Regions from separate parts of the Mus musculus genome. Here regions 1 and 3 are each linked to region 2. The links are chromatin contacts, called in public HiChIP or PLAC-seq and promoter capture Hi-C maps. All regions are on one chromosome and are shown on one strand. Each heading gives the region's core, a stretch centred on a gene start, on an enhancer-like site or on the middle of the called end of the contact. The rest is flanking DNA. Distances are from core to core; before and after follow the strand shown. Region 1 overlaps Arhgap22 (Rho GTPase activating protein 22). Region 2 holds the start of Wdfy4 (WD repeat and FYVE domain containing 4). Region 3 has its middle 36 kb from the start of Gm36674.

Region 1 (3,851 bases), core at 747-3,246, 140 kb after region 2:
CCAGGCAGGTCTACACAGCAAGACTCTTGTCTTAGAACGAATACACACACACACACACATCCTTTTACTCAGAAAAGTCCTTTAGTTACTGATATTCCATTGGACTAACAGCTAAGGCAACTGCCGTTCTCAGTGATTTCATTCTTGGGTGTTCCTGAACCTAAATTTTTTGCAACGGAGCATTTTAGCAGATTGTCCATGTGTGAAAGTGTGTTGGAAGAAGTAGAAAAATTCCAGTAATCTGAATGGAATCTGGCAGAGAGAGCCTCAAAACTCCCCCTAGTGTCCGAGTCTGGTTTAGCAGCAGCATCCTGTGCCTTTACAACCCGGCGCTGGAGTTTGTCCAGAGGCCTTTGGCTGCTTGAACTCAGTGCACAGTGGGTGTGGGGCATTGCTGCAGGCCTTCTAGGGTGATGGTGGTAGTAGCTGAATGACTGGGTGCTGCAGAAGTTAGGGCCCGGCCCCAGGTGTTCCCAGAGAAGTGAGAGTTCCTGCTGCAGGGTGGGGTCTGCAGATGTCACATGTCCCTGTGCAGAGGGCGGAGCTACTTGCGGTGAACTCTGAGGTGCCTGTGAGATTTCATCCTTTCTGGGAGTGTTTCTAGATACATCTGTGTGTAGGGCTATGTATGGGGCATGTTTATCCAGTTCTTCCTTGTTGCATACTTGCTCAGGACTGAGGGATAGAAGGAGCCTTGAGCCTGGCATCGTCCATGTTGGATCTAGGCTGGATAGTTACAAGAGAGCAGAGTGTGGGGCTGTGAGATCGGCCGCTGCTGGCCTTGCTGCTGCTATCTCCTGTTCCTTCTGGGCCTTTTGGCTTCTCACTCTTCCTCAGGTCAGAAGCCCTCCCTGCTTGCAGACACCCTCACCCCCTTCGTCCTGTGGCTCCTTCTGCCATTATAAATCTACCTGAGTGCCTTATCAGAAAGTGCAGTTAGCCCAGTACTACCACAGGTCTTGTGCCCACTTTGTGCTCTTTGGGATCTACCCTTCATTCCGTTTCCCACCCTAGCACCTTGCCTGGCTCTGGCTGCCTCTTTCCCTCCATTTGTCCCCCACATCCTTGGTAGCCTCGACTGGAGCATCTGATGACCCCTAGGCCCCTTCTGTCCCACCTTACTGCTGGTGGCTGCACCTGTCCAGCTTTTCATCCTTGTCTGTGCGACTTGGCCCTCGTGCCCTGATGCACTCTGTTTGCTTTGGCCTCCCCTATTTTCTGAGTTCTGTCTCTCTAGGTCTCTGAGGACTGGGCGGTTGTAGACACGTGGCCACCCTCTCCTCTGCCGCATTCGTCACCACCAGCAGGTGCAGAGCCCCTGTCCAGATCTCAGCAGGAGCCCTTCACACCCACCAGTCCCACTGCAGAGTTGCTGGCTCTCTCTTCTTCGTTTCCTGTAGTGGAAGGGTGGGTGCTCTGAGATCTGGTACCCTGGACACCTACTTTCTTGTCACCTGCACTGGCTTCTAGGTTGGTCACCCCACACCTGTTCTAGTCTGCTGCCCAAACACTGACCCTCAGTAGACTTAGTCACACGTGTCCCTCCTTAGACCTCCCTCAGAGTCTCTGTCTACAGAAAAATCTCAGCTCCTTAGTCTAGTGACCAGCTTGTCTGACCACATTGCCTGAACCTCTCTGGCCCCTTACACACTGCTTTCTGTATGCCTTCAGCCGGTCTGAGAATGATTGAGCCCCAGCAGGTGGCCCGCACCCAAAGCTGTCTCTAAGCCACTGGTCTATAGGTTCCTGTCACTTCATTCTTCAGGAGTGGGGTTGGCCTGATTGGCTGTCCCCAGTGGTCATCTCTTGTTGCCTCTGTAAGCTGACACTGAACCTATGTGTTTTGTGAACAATAGCAAGTGGAGTGTAGGCATGAAGGTGAGACTCTGGCTCCCCACTCAGTGTGTGACCCTGGCTAGCTAGCAGATCCCAGGGGCAGATTGTTCAAAAGAGTCCCGACCACACTGCCAACATTGAGCCCTAGGGATGGGCATCAGAGGCCAGCGGCTGGGGCAGCTTGTGTTCAGCTCCGCTCCAGAGGCAGTGGAACATGGTGTGGGTGGAGGCGAGGCTGTGAATGGTGGCCAGAAGGTCAGAGCCTCATGGTTCTGGTGGGTAGAGGTTGCAGGGCCCACAGCATCCTGCCTGTGGCTTGGGTTTTGTGCAGGTCCCACTGTGCTTCTGAGAAGTGTCCTCTGTCACCTCTTCCCTATTCGAGTGTCCCGGACAGCAGCCTTGTGGGTTCCTTCAAACAGGAACTGGCCTCAGGCACAGCAGAGGCTTTTAGTTCCACTTCCTAGCCAGAGCCTCCCCTCCCTGAACCTCTTCGCCCCACCCACCTTTAGGCTGCACACACCAGACTCAAGGGGCTTCAGAAAGCCTAGCGATTTCTCAGGCCTTCCCTTTTCTGGCTGGGCTACAAGGCAGAAGCTCAGTGGCCATCCGGGAAGAGAGGCCAGCAATCTCTGGTGATCTCCATGGCAGCCGGGCCTCCAGACCATTCTTTTGTGAAAGCTCAGAACTGCTCTCTGCTTCTAGCAGTGGACAGCAACGGCCCGGCAGTTGCTGTCTTGCCTTCTTAGACAAGAGCAGAAGCAGTCTGGCTAGGATGGAGGTCCTAAGATCTGGGTTGGGTGAGTGGCCTCCCTTGGAGCATGCGTAAAGGCAGACCCTTGGCGCTTTCGAGATTCCCTGTCTTCTCCCTGCTCCCCTGTGTATTTGTCAGGTGTGACGCCCAGTTTGCCGTCTTTCCGGGCTTGAGATTCTTAGATCAGTGTTTTTCAGCAAGTTTGTAGGATTTTGAACCATTATTTGTATCCTCTCTACCTGTTCTCACCACCGTGTTTCCCCCTGGAACTCACATGATGTGTATACTGGAACACTTAATCACGTATCATCAATTTATAAAGTTCTGCTGTTCATTTTAATTCGTGTTTTAAAAAGCATTTCACTCCAGACTGGGTATCTTCAGTCTCTCTCAAACCCATGTTGAGGTCTTATACTAAATTATCACAGTTTTACACTTTAGAATTTCTATTTGCTTCCCTTTTACAATTGACATTTCTTTATCACTAGTATACAATCAGTGAGACGTCATTATAGCCAGTCCCCACCCCATCCCCCTTATGTAGGTCTGGCTGCTGGCCTTGAACTCACAGCGATCTGCCTGCCTGCTGGGATTAAAGCTGTGTGTGGCGCCCAGAGGTGTCCTTAATTTCTTTGAGTGTATTTACAGTGGCTGACTTGTAGTCTTTGTCTAGCAAACAGAGCTGGTCAAGAGTAGTTTCTGTAGATTAATTTCTGTGCATGGTCCATACTTTGTTTCTTTCGTACTGCAATGTTTGCTGAAAACTAGACATGGTAGATACCATGGCAAGCTCACAGCTTCAGCATTGTGGCTTGTGACTCTGTCTTAGCCTTCACATCTTGCTTGGGAAGGGACACATATGGCCTCATAGAACTCTGGAAATATGCAGGGTGCCCAGTGGCTATTTCTTTCCCCAAATGATCTTAAAAATTAAAAAATGTATAACTTCTTTTTAAGCTTTGGCTAAATGCTGTTCCCTCCAGTTTGTATCACAGCTGTATTGTTGGAGAATTTCTTCTGATAGCTGGGCAGTGGTGAACACCTTTAATCCCAGCACTTGGGAGGCAGAGGCAGGCGGATCTCTGAATTCGAGACCAGCCTGGTCTACAGAGTGAGTTCCAGGATAGCCAGGACTACCCAGAGAAATTCTGTCCCAGGGGTATGGGTTGGGGGTGGAAGAATTACTTCTAATTCTTTTTAACAAGTGCCCTGAACGTAGGGTAAGCTGGGAGTCAGGTTAAATGTTGATAGTGCTCTGTCCAGG
Region 2 (3,632 bases), core at 318-2,817:
GCAAAGAGAGGCAGATTCCCTGGGCTTACTGGTCAACCAATCTATCCAAAGGGGCATTCAGAGACCTTGTCTCAAAGATAAAGATGTAGAACAGTAGAGTAAGACATCTGATATCAAAGTCTGTCCTCTCCATATGCATGCACAGGTATGTGTACCTGCATACATATGCACACACTCATGCATACAGTATACTCTGTGTGTGTGTGTGTGTGTGTGTGTGTGTGTGCGCGCGCGCGCGCGCCTAACTTCAGGCTAAGTTCAAAAAAGTATAAAATAAAGCCATATATAGTTTGGGTTACCTTTCCGTTGCTGTGATAAAACACCATGACCAAGACAAGTTACAAAAGAAAGCATTTAATCTGTTGCTTACAGGTTCGGAGGATTAGAATCCATGATGTCAGAGCAAAGGAACAGTGGCAGGAACAGCTGAGAGTCTAAAAATCACATCCAAGAGGCAAAGAGAGAGGCCCTCACTAGAAACAAAGGGAGAGGACTTTTGAAACCTCAAAGCCCGCCCCCAGTAACTCACCCTTTCCAACAAGGCCACACCTCCTAACACTTCCCAAACATTTCCACCAATTAGAGACCAAGTATGAAAATATATGAGCCTAAGGAAAGCACTCCCATTCAAACTACCAGACATGTATTAAACAATTTAGAGATAGTGGAGGAATCAGAAATAAAAACAAGGAAACAATAATCCCAAAGCTGGGACAGAGGGTCATTCAGGCTAAACACCTATACACACAAGATAATAAAATAAGGTTTTTTTAAAATTTAATAAAAAAGAAAACTCTTTTAGGCCCATAGGAGGTCAGACCAGACACCAAGGATGTAAAGACAGGAGAATTTTTCCCACACTTGAGCCCACACCCAACTCTCTGGCTAGTCCCCAGCCCCCAGCACACCCTTCACTGCAAGGTACCACACTGACCTCCAAGCCTTCCTGAAGGCTTTTAAGAGCAATTCTCAGAAACCACAGTGCAGGGCTGGGCTCCTTCAGTGTCCTCTCAGCAGATGTGTGCCCTCCCTGTCCATCCTGCACATTCCTCCAACCCACTTTATGTCACCGCACCGGCATCACAGGCCCCATCTGTAACTTGTCTCTTTACTAGTTCATTGGACGTAAGTGGATAGAAATGGAGACAATTATACTTGAAATATTCCCTAGAAAGACAGTACCCAACGCCCAGTCATCACTTCGGAAAGACTGGGACAAAGGATTAGGTTCTTGAAAGCTGGGTTTTGAAGGAGAAAGGGATCAATCCTCAGTGGCCCAGATGCTGCTGTTAATGAGAAACATTGGAATTCAAAGGCTGCGTGTGATAACGCAGGTGAAGAAATGCCACCTTAAGAGACTTCTACTTACCAGATCCTGGGGCAGGCAAGGGTGGGGCCAGCTAAGGGCAAGACCAGGTCTGCCCAGCTGCCCCGAAGGCCAGGGTGGGTGGTCCACCCTTCACAAGCTACACCAGGGCTATGAGAGGAGCGTCTCAGTCAGTGTCCCGTTCTATACCTTGACAGTGGCACAAGCCAGAGTTAGTTTTCCCCAGCTGTGGCAGACTCCTACCTCTCAGCAGAGTCTAAAGAAGGGACTTAACCCGTGGTCAGAGGGTAAGGAATGATCTAGTGCCTGGTCAGCTCAGCAAAACTCACAAGTGACAAGGGTGCTGAGAGGCACTGACCACAAGGACCTCCTTCACCGCTCACTTCCTGCCAATCGTCCCTCCTCTCTGCCACCCCGCATTCAGACTAAGTACTGATGGTCACACATGTGCTCCACAGTTGGCTTTGCAGGAAGCAGCGGGGCAGTCTACCGCAACAAACAGCCCCCACCTGGCTGATCTCTCTTATCCAAGATCAGAAAGACGTACCTGGAGGGTGGTGGTCAAAGCCTGCGGATGTCACATGGTGTGAGTGCTTCTATCCCCAGCCTCCAATGGCTCAGCTCAGGGGAACAGACCAAGACCTGGCCTCGCATGGCAGCCATCAACAACAGTGTTTCATTATGAATCACTTGTGCTGGGTTTCTCTTCATTTCCTGGAGAAAGCAGAAGTGGGAAGTCAGCAGATGCCTGCCCTTCCCATCCTTCCCTCCAAGGAGCCAATGACAGAGCTGCTTCACCAATGACTGGCAGGACAACATGGGTTTCACAAAAGCTCCCCTGAGACTGTGTGTTTGGTGATCAAGCAGAGCCAGGTGGGACCTAGGAACAGAAGGGAAAGTACAGCCTGGTGCCCATGTCTGAATTCCGCCTCTGCTGCTTACTAGCTGTGTGCCCAGCAGGCTGGGGTCCGTATGGCTCCTCGTCCTAACCCTCAGCCTCCCAGTCCTAATTTCAAATCCCTAGGAACTAAATCTAAATGCCTTCCCTTCTCTAAATGGTAAGGTATGGGAGCAGGTGTGTGGAATACCAATATGGAAGAATGGCTCTTTCTAAGACCCCAGCAGAGTTCTTAATGTCTCCACAGGATGGAGAAGACTAGATTGGAGCAGAAGCTTAGAGAAAATCAGAAACGTCTTTGTAGATAAGCCAGGCACAGGGGGGACTGGGGGAGACAAAGCCAAGGGTTAGGGGTTGCAGGAGTGTGAGGCTCAGAAACACACAAAGGAGAAAGTGGGGTGTTCTCCTGATGAGGTGACTTCATTCGTGCAGGTGATGTTCTGCCCAGATGACCCACAGGACAATGTGGGTCAGTAGGGGAAAGGGCAGGGTCCAGGCACTTATAAGAGCAGAGAGGAATCTCTGATTGGATGTTGCAGCCTTGTGCCTTTACAATATGCACATTCCCATAACTCCAGCTTTTCCTATGGGGAAAGTTTCACACTCGGGCTCAGCAAACAACTCAGGCCCAGTGCAGAAGCCACCCACCAGGGGAGCAGAGAGACTCCTTCCACAGGTGGGCATTGCCATGTGGAAGGGAAACACCCTTAGGTTTTCCATGGTCAAAGTCATGAACATCAAAAATAATGTTACCCAATGAACAGTGGGCAAGAAAAGAAACACAGGGAACAACTTGATGGCGACTTAAGCGAATGCTGTATCAGAAACAACAGAAGTCAGAAGACAATGGAGGCTCAGTTGACTTTCCTCTATCCATGATAGAACACTGGCTGGCTTGATCTTGAGCAACTCTTATGCATGAAGCCACAGCTGCTGTTGGCTAATGAGTACAGCAGTCCTGTCGTGTCCAAAGATACCTGGTCCTCCGTGACCTCTGACTCTTATAGTCTTTGCTCTCTGTCTTCCATGATGTTCCCTGAGCTACTGACAGCCAACAGCAGCTAGAGGAATGAGAGTCAGTTATCTTGGGCTGTGTGGTCCTCAGCAGGTTGGCCATGCTCCAGCGGATGATCCCACAGGACATGGATGGCACTTAGACTCTGCTATTAAAAATAAGAAAGAAAGATAAAAGAAAAGAAAACAAATGGCAGGAACACAAGAAGGAAACGTGGAGTGCTTTGTGTACAAGCATGAGAGTCTAAGTTTGGGTGCCCAGCATCCATGAAAACATTGGGCATGGCAGAGCACATCTGTAACTTCAGCTAATTTCCGAAATAAAGTATGTTAATTTTGCACATTATGTAATAATGTAATAAATAATGGAAATAAGATTAAAAATGGCTACCG
Region 3 (3,716 bases), core at 31-2,530, 230 kb before region 2:
AAAGGTGATTAAGTCAAGAGCGATCTACCTATGAATGAACTGATGTGTCATGTAAGAATTAGATAGTATGTATTCAGCTGCCTGGTGACTGTGTTTTCTTGCCTTTCTGCCTTCTACTGTGGGGCAATGAGCCACAAAAGTTGCCCTTAGATATCAACTCCTTGACTTTGGGCTTCTAAACCTCCAGAATCATACAAAATTACTAACTCCCCACTCTTGTTAAGTTCCCCAGTTTCAGGTTATAGCCACACATAACGGACTTGGACGCCATCATTCCCTCCCAGGAGCAGCAGGTCCCCTAGTGTTGAATAGCAAGCCTTTGGAGGTTAAGTGCCTCAGAGATGCTGAAAAGTTGTGGTATAGTAAGTTGGTAATAACCAAGGATAGTTTTCTTTTTACTCTCTTAGATAGTACATTGGTATTTTAGATTGTAGCTTAAAGCATCTATTTATTTAACTCAATAATTGGAGCTGTGGAGAGTTAAGATGCTTGGATGAGACCTTTAAAAAGCTATGTCAGCTAGTATTCCTGTAAAAACAACCACATTTGTACCGGTGGCTTGAGATCTGGATTTGTTTGGATCCTCAGTATTACAATGACACCGATGAGCGTGGCAGGGATCTTGTGCCTCAGGAGGTTGACCACCAGACCCTGATGTGCCAGCCTCTGGCTGTCCTTGGAGCCAGCACGCTTGCCCATCCAATCTCCCTCCCAGGGACCATCACTTTAAATCCTCCATCTCTGTGCAGCGGTCACTATGGCTTCTGTGCTTTCCTGGAACAAACACTGAAAACACAAGGGCTGGTGAAGGCTTGGGATGAAGGAGAAGAAGACAGAGAGAGCCGTTTGAGCTTCGTAAAGGAGAGTGGAGGAGCCAGCCCTAGTGTTTTCTAGCACATCCAGCCACTGTGCTGTGTCTAGTTCCCTGCCCGTTTCTTGTCTTTTTCCACTCATGGACTGGGGAGCAGGGGATGTTCTTCATGGGCTATTATACTCTTCCCACAACTGGCATAACCCAAAGACACAGACTCCCACAGCCTGCTCATTGCTACGTGTCCAGTGGTCTGCTCTGGTCTCTCCCTGCTCCCACAAGTCACATGGGTGACCGATGCAGACTCTCATGCTTCATCTACAGTGTTCTGACTATGGTGGCATCCTTGGGGGGATGCCTGAGAGGATGAATCGGAGATGCACAGCATGCACTTATGCCGCCATTGGCAAGGGCTGTGCGGTGTCAGGGGCTTCTCCTCTCTCTCCTCCCGCTTCACATATCTGAACTCTACCTTGTGCCTCTGGTAGGGACTGCTGGGTGGGAGTCTCCCTGGCAGGCCTCTACTCAAGCGACACTAATTGTGCCAGAGAGAACGGCTCACTAGAGTGGAAAATAGTCCTCATATATCTAGCTGAAGACGATAATGACCTTTTAAATAACAGAAGCAATTTTATTTCAATACCTCAATTACTCTGAACTCTCAAATGTCAAAGTGCTCGGCACTTTCAAAATAGCTTAATATAGACATTTACAGCACTTAGACACAGCTAGTTTCTTATCTAACCTAATTATGTGCTGTACAGGAAATGGCGCAGCTGACCAGCTGTGTTATTTTTCACAGCGGTCCTCCAGTTCAGCTCTTAGCTCGGCTTGGCCTCGCTCCGCTGGGACGTCTCCCCCAGGGAAGGCAGCTGTTGCCTGAGAGAGAGGCTGGCGGAGCCCTCGGAGGGAGGGCTGACTCCAGATATCTCAGGGAGGAGGCTAGGAGTGGGCCTCCCAGTCTGCTGATGCCAGCTGCACTGTGCCCTGCCCCGAGGGACCCATGGTGGTGTCTAAGGACCCTGAGACAGAAGGTAAAGCTGAGTATGCTGGTACCAGCTGGGGTGAGGCTGTGGGGGCGCTCTGCCACATCACTTACTAGCATTGAGAGTTTCCCAGTCAACACATGCGGCTAGCATCACCTGGCTTGGCTGCCAGTGTCTTCTTTTTCCTCTCTGGCCAGCTCTCTTCCAACCCCATATCCCACCAGGACCACAGAGGGCTCTTCTGTTGCTTGCAGTAGCATGTATCTAACCCACGATGTATAGCTGGTCATTCCCCGACCAGGTATGCTCTCCTTCTAACACATGCATGGCTGCTCCCAGGCTTCCCTCAGGATGCAGCCTCACTCTGACCTATGGTAGTCTAGTCTACGTGATGGGTGCCTGAGTTGTGGCCCTCTTTACAGCAGTCAGCCAGCATCTCCCTCTTGCACTGGGCTTGGCTTGACACAAGGATTGTAGAGAAGAAGACGTACCCTGTGTGGGTGTAGGGACTGCTCAGGGAGAGGAGAACACACACATAAAGTGTCTCCTCCATTGCGCTGTGTAGGCAGCACATGTAAAGGGCAGAGGTGAAAGATCACACTGGTGACCTGGTCAGGTTCGGCACGGGAGGAACAGGCTAGGCTGTATCTCAGAGCCTGGTGAAGGCTCCTGGATCAAGTGGTTCCCTGAAAGCTTATGAGGGTGGAGTTCAGTGATTTCTGGGCTGGGCTTCACAGCTCGCTCTTGACTCTGATGTGCAGTCTGATGTCAGAGAGACTTGCCGAACCCAGTACTTTCCCCTTGAATGTGGCATTCATATGAGCTTCTTTTACTATAAGGAGTGGAGACTCAGTGACATCACAGCACCTGGATCAGTTTACCCTTTGGCATCCAGAGCTTTGAAGGACCTGTCCCAATGTTTCTGGTGTCCCCTGATACCCATCTCCTGGGACACTAACCAGGCACCATGCTTCTCCTTAGCCACGAGCCTCCTGTTCCCTGATCTCCTTGAGTCTATCTGTGAGCCCCCAAGAGTGGAGCACCTCTGTCTTGTGGTATCAATATATGAAGACACTTAGAAGAAACAGATGCTTCATCCAACAGTAGTTCTGAATGAATGTGGCATGGATTTGCAAGAAGCCTGGGACTGCGAGTCAGTCTAACAGCATGAAGACAGAGGCAGCCATCAAAACAGGGGGAGATGGAGGTACTATTGCCAACTGGAAATGCTACCTGAGCCCCCTAAAATGCTCACCTCAAAGCAGTGATCAGCACTGTGGCCACAGAGAAGACAGCGGCAGGCTCTACCTGGCCCCAAAGCTGCCAAGAGGGGGCCCTGCTCTAAATCCCAGACCACTGCTCACCATCCTGAACCTCAGAGGGCTGGGTGCACAGTTGCTGAGAAGGATTGTGGTCCGTCTACACCGCGAGATTCCTAGGTCCTCAGGCTTCTCCAGCTACTGAGTGGGAAAATGTCTTCCAACTGGGTTTGCAGCCTCCTCTCCTGTGGCTTGGGCACTGAAAGGGTTTAAGGAAATCTCTCCCCGCCCCGTCTCTGTCTCTGTCTGTCTCTGTCTGTCTCTGCCTGTCTCTCTGTCTCTCTGCCCCTCTGTCTCTCTGTCCCTCTGTCTCTCTGTCCCTCTCTCTGTCTCTCTCTCTGTCTCTGTCTCTCTGTCTCTGTCTCTGTCTCTCTCTGTCTCTCTCTGTCTCTCTGTCTCTGTCTCTCTATCTCTCTCTGTCTCTCTGTCTCTGTCTGTCTCTCTCTCTCTCACACACACACACACACACACACACACACACACGCACACACACACCTTAGAAATTAGTTTCCAGGCTCCTCTATTCAGGCATCCTCCTCCATCATGTGTTTGTGGACATACTTTCCAGCTGATGCTGTCCAGCTGAGGAATTTCCTACTA

The links. Promoter capture Hi-C pulls out the DNA fragments that hold promoters and counts their contacts. HiChIP or PLAC-seq counts read pairs in DNA pulled down with a chosen protein or histone mark.
Region 1: a contact with region 2 is called in an H3K4me3 HiChIP or PLAC-seq map of bone marrow-derived macrophages, with 2.3 times the contacts expected there. The contact joins the enhancer-like site here to the promoter of Wdfy4 in region 2. A contact is called at or near these places in 2 of 39 promoter capture datasets (neutrophils and pre-B cells), 3 of 115 datasets of contacts at active chromatin or transcription factors (bone marrow-derived macrophages, embryonic stem cells and microglia) and 3 of 9 other capture datasets (adipose tissue, liver and pancreatic islet).
Region 3: a promoter capture Hi-C map of pre-B cells shows a contact between it and region 2. The contact joins the enhancer-like site here to the promoter of Wdfy4 in region 2. A contact is called at or near these places in 4 of 39 promoter capture datasets (the C10 cell line, embryonic stem cells, pre-B cells and 1 more), 2 of 484 Hi-C or Micro-C datasets (cerebral cortex and pro-B cells) and 1 of 9 other capture datasets (liver).

What each region holds. Positions count from the first base shown.
Region 1 is chr14:33,322,510-33,326,360 of GRCm38.p6, forward strand. The region is part of intron 4 of Arhgap22 (Rho GTPase activating protein 22); the gene reads left to right. Among named protein-coding and RNA genes, the nearest start is that of Gm41130, 92 kb to the left of the region's middle. Within about 2 kb of position 1,997, at least 46 of the 459 cell types and tissues checked have an H3K27ac peak or open chromatin away from gene starts, as enhancers often do. A contact at or near this core is called in bone marrow-derived macrophages and microglia, where this site is marked.
Region 2 is chr14:33,183,499-33,187,130 of GRCm38.p6, forward strand. Wdfy4 (WD repeat and FYVE domain containing 4) reads right to left here and starts at 1,568. Exons shown (of 59, transcript NM_001146022.2): 1 at 1,370-1,568.
Region 3 is chr14:32,949,436-32,953,151 of GRCm38.p6, forward strand. No RefSeq gene overlaps it. Among named protein-coding and RNA genes, the nearest start is that of Gm36674, 36 kb to the left of the region's middle. Within about 2 kb of position 1,281, at least 57 of the 459 cell types and tissues checked have an H3K27ac peak or open chromatin away from gene starts, as enhancers often do. A contact at or near this core is called in pre-B cells and pro-B cells, where this site is marked.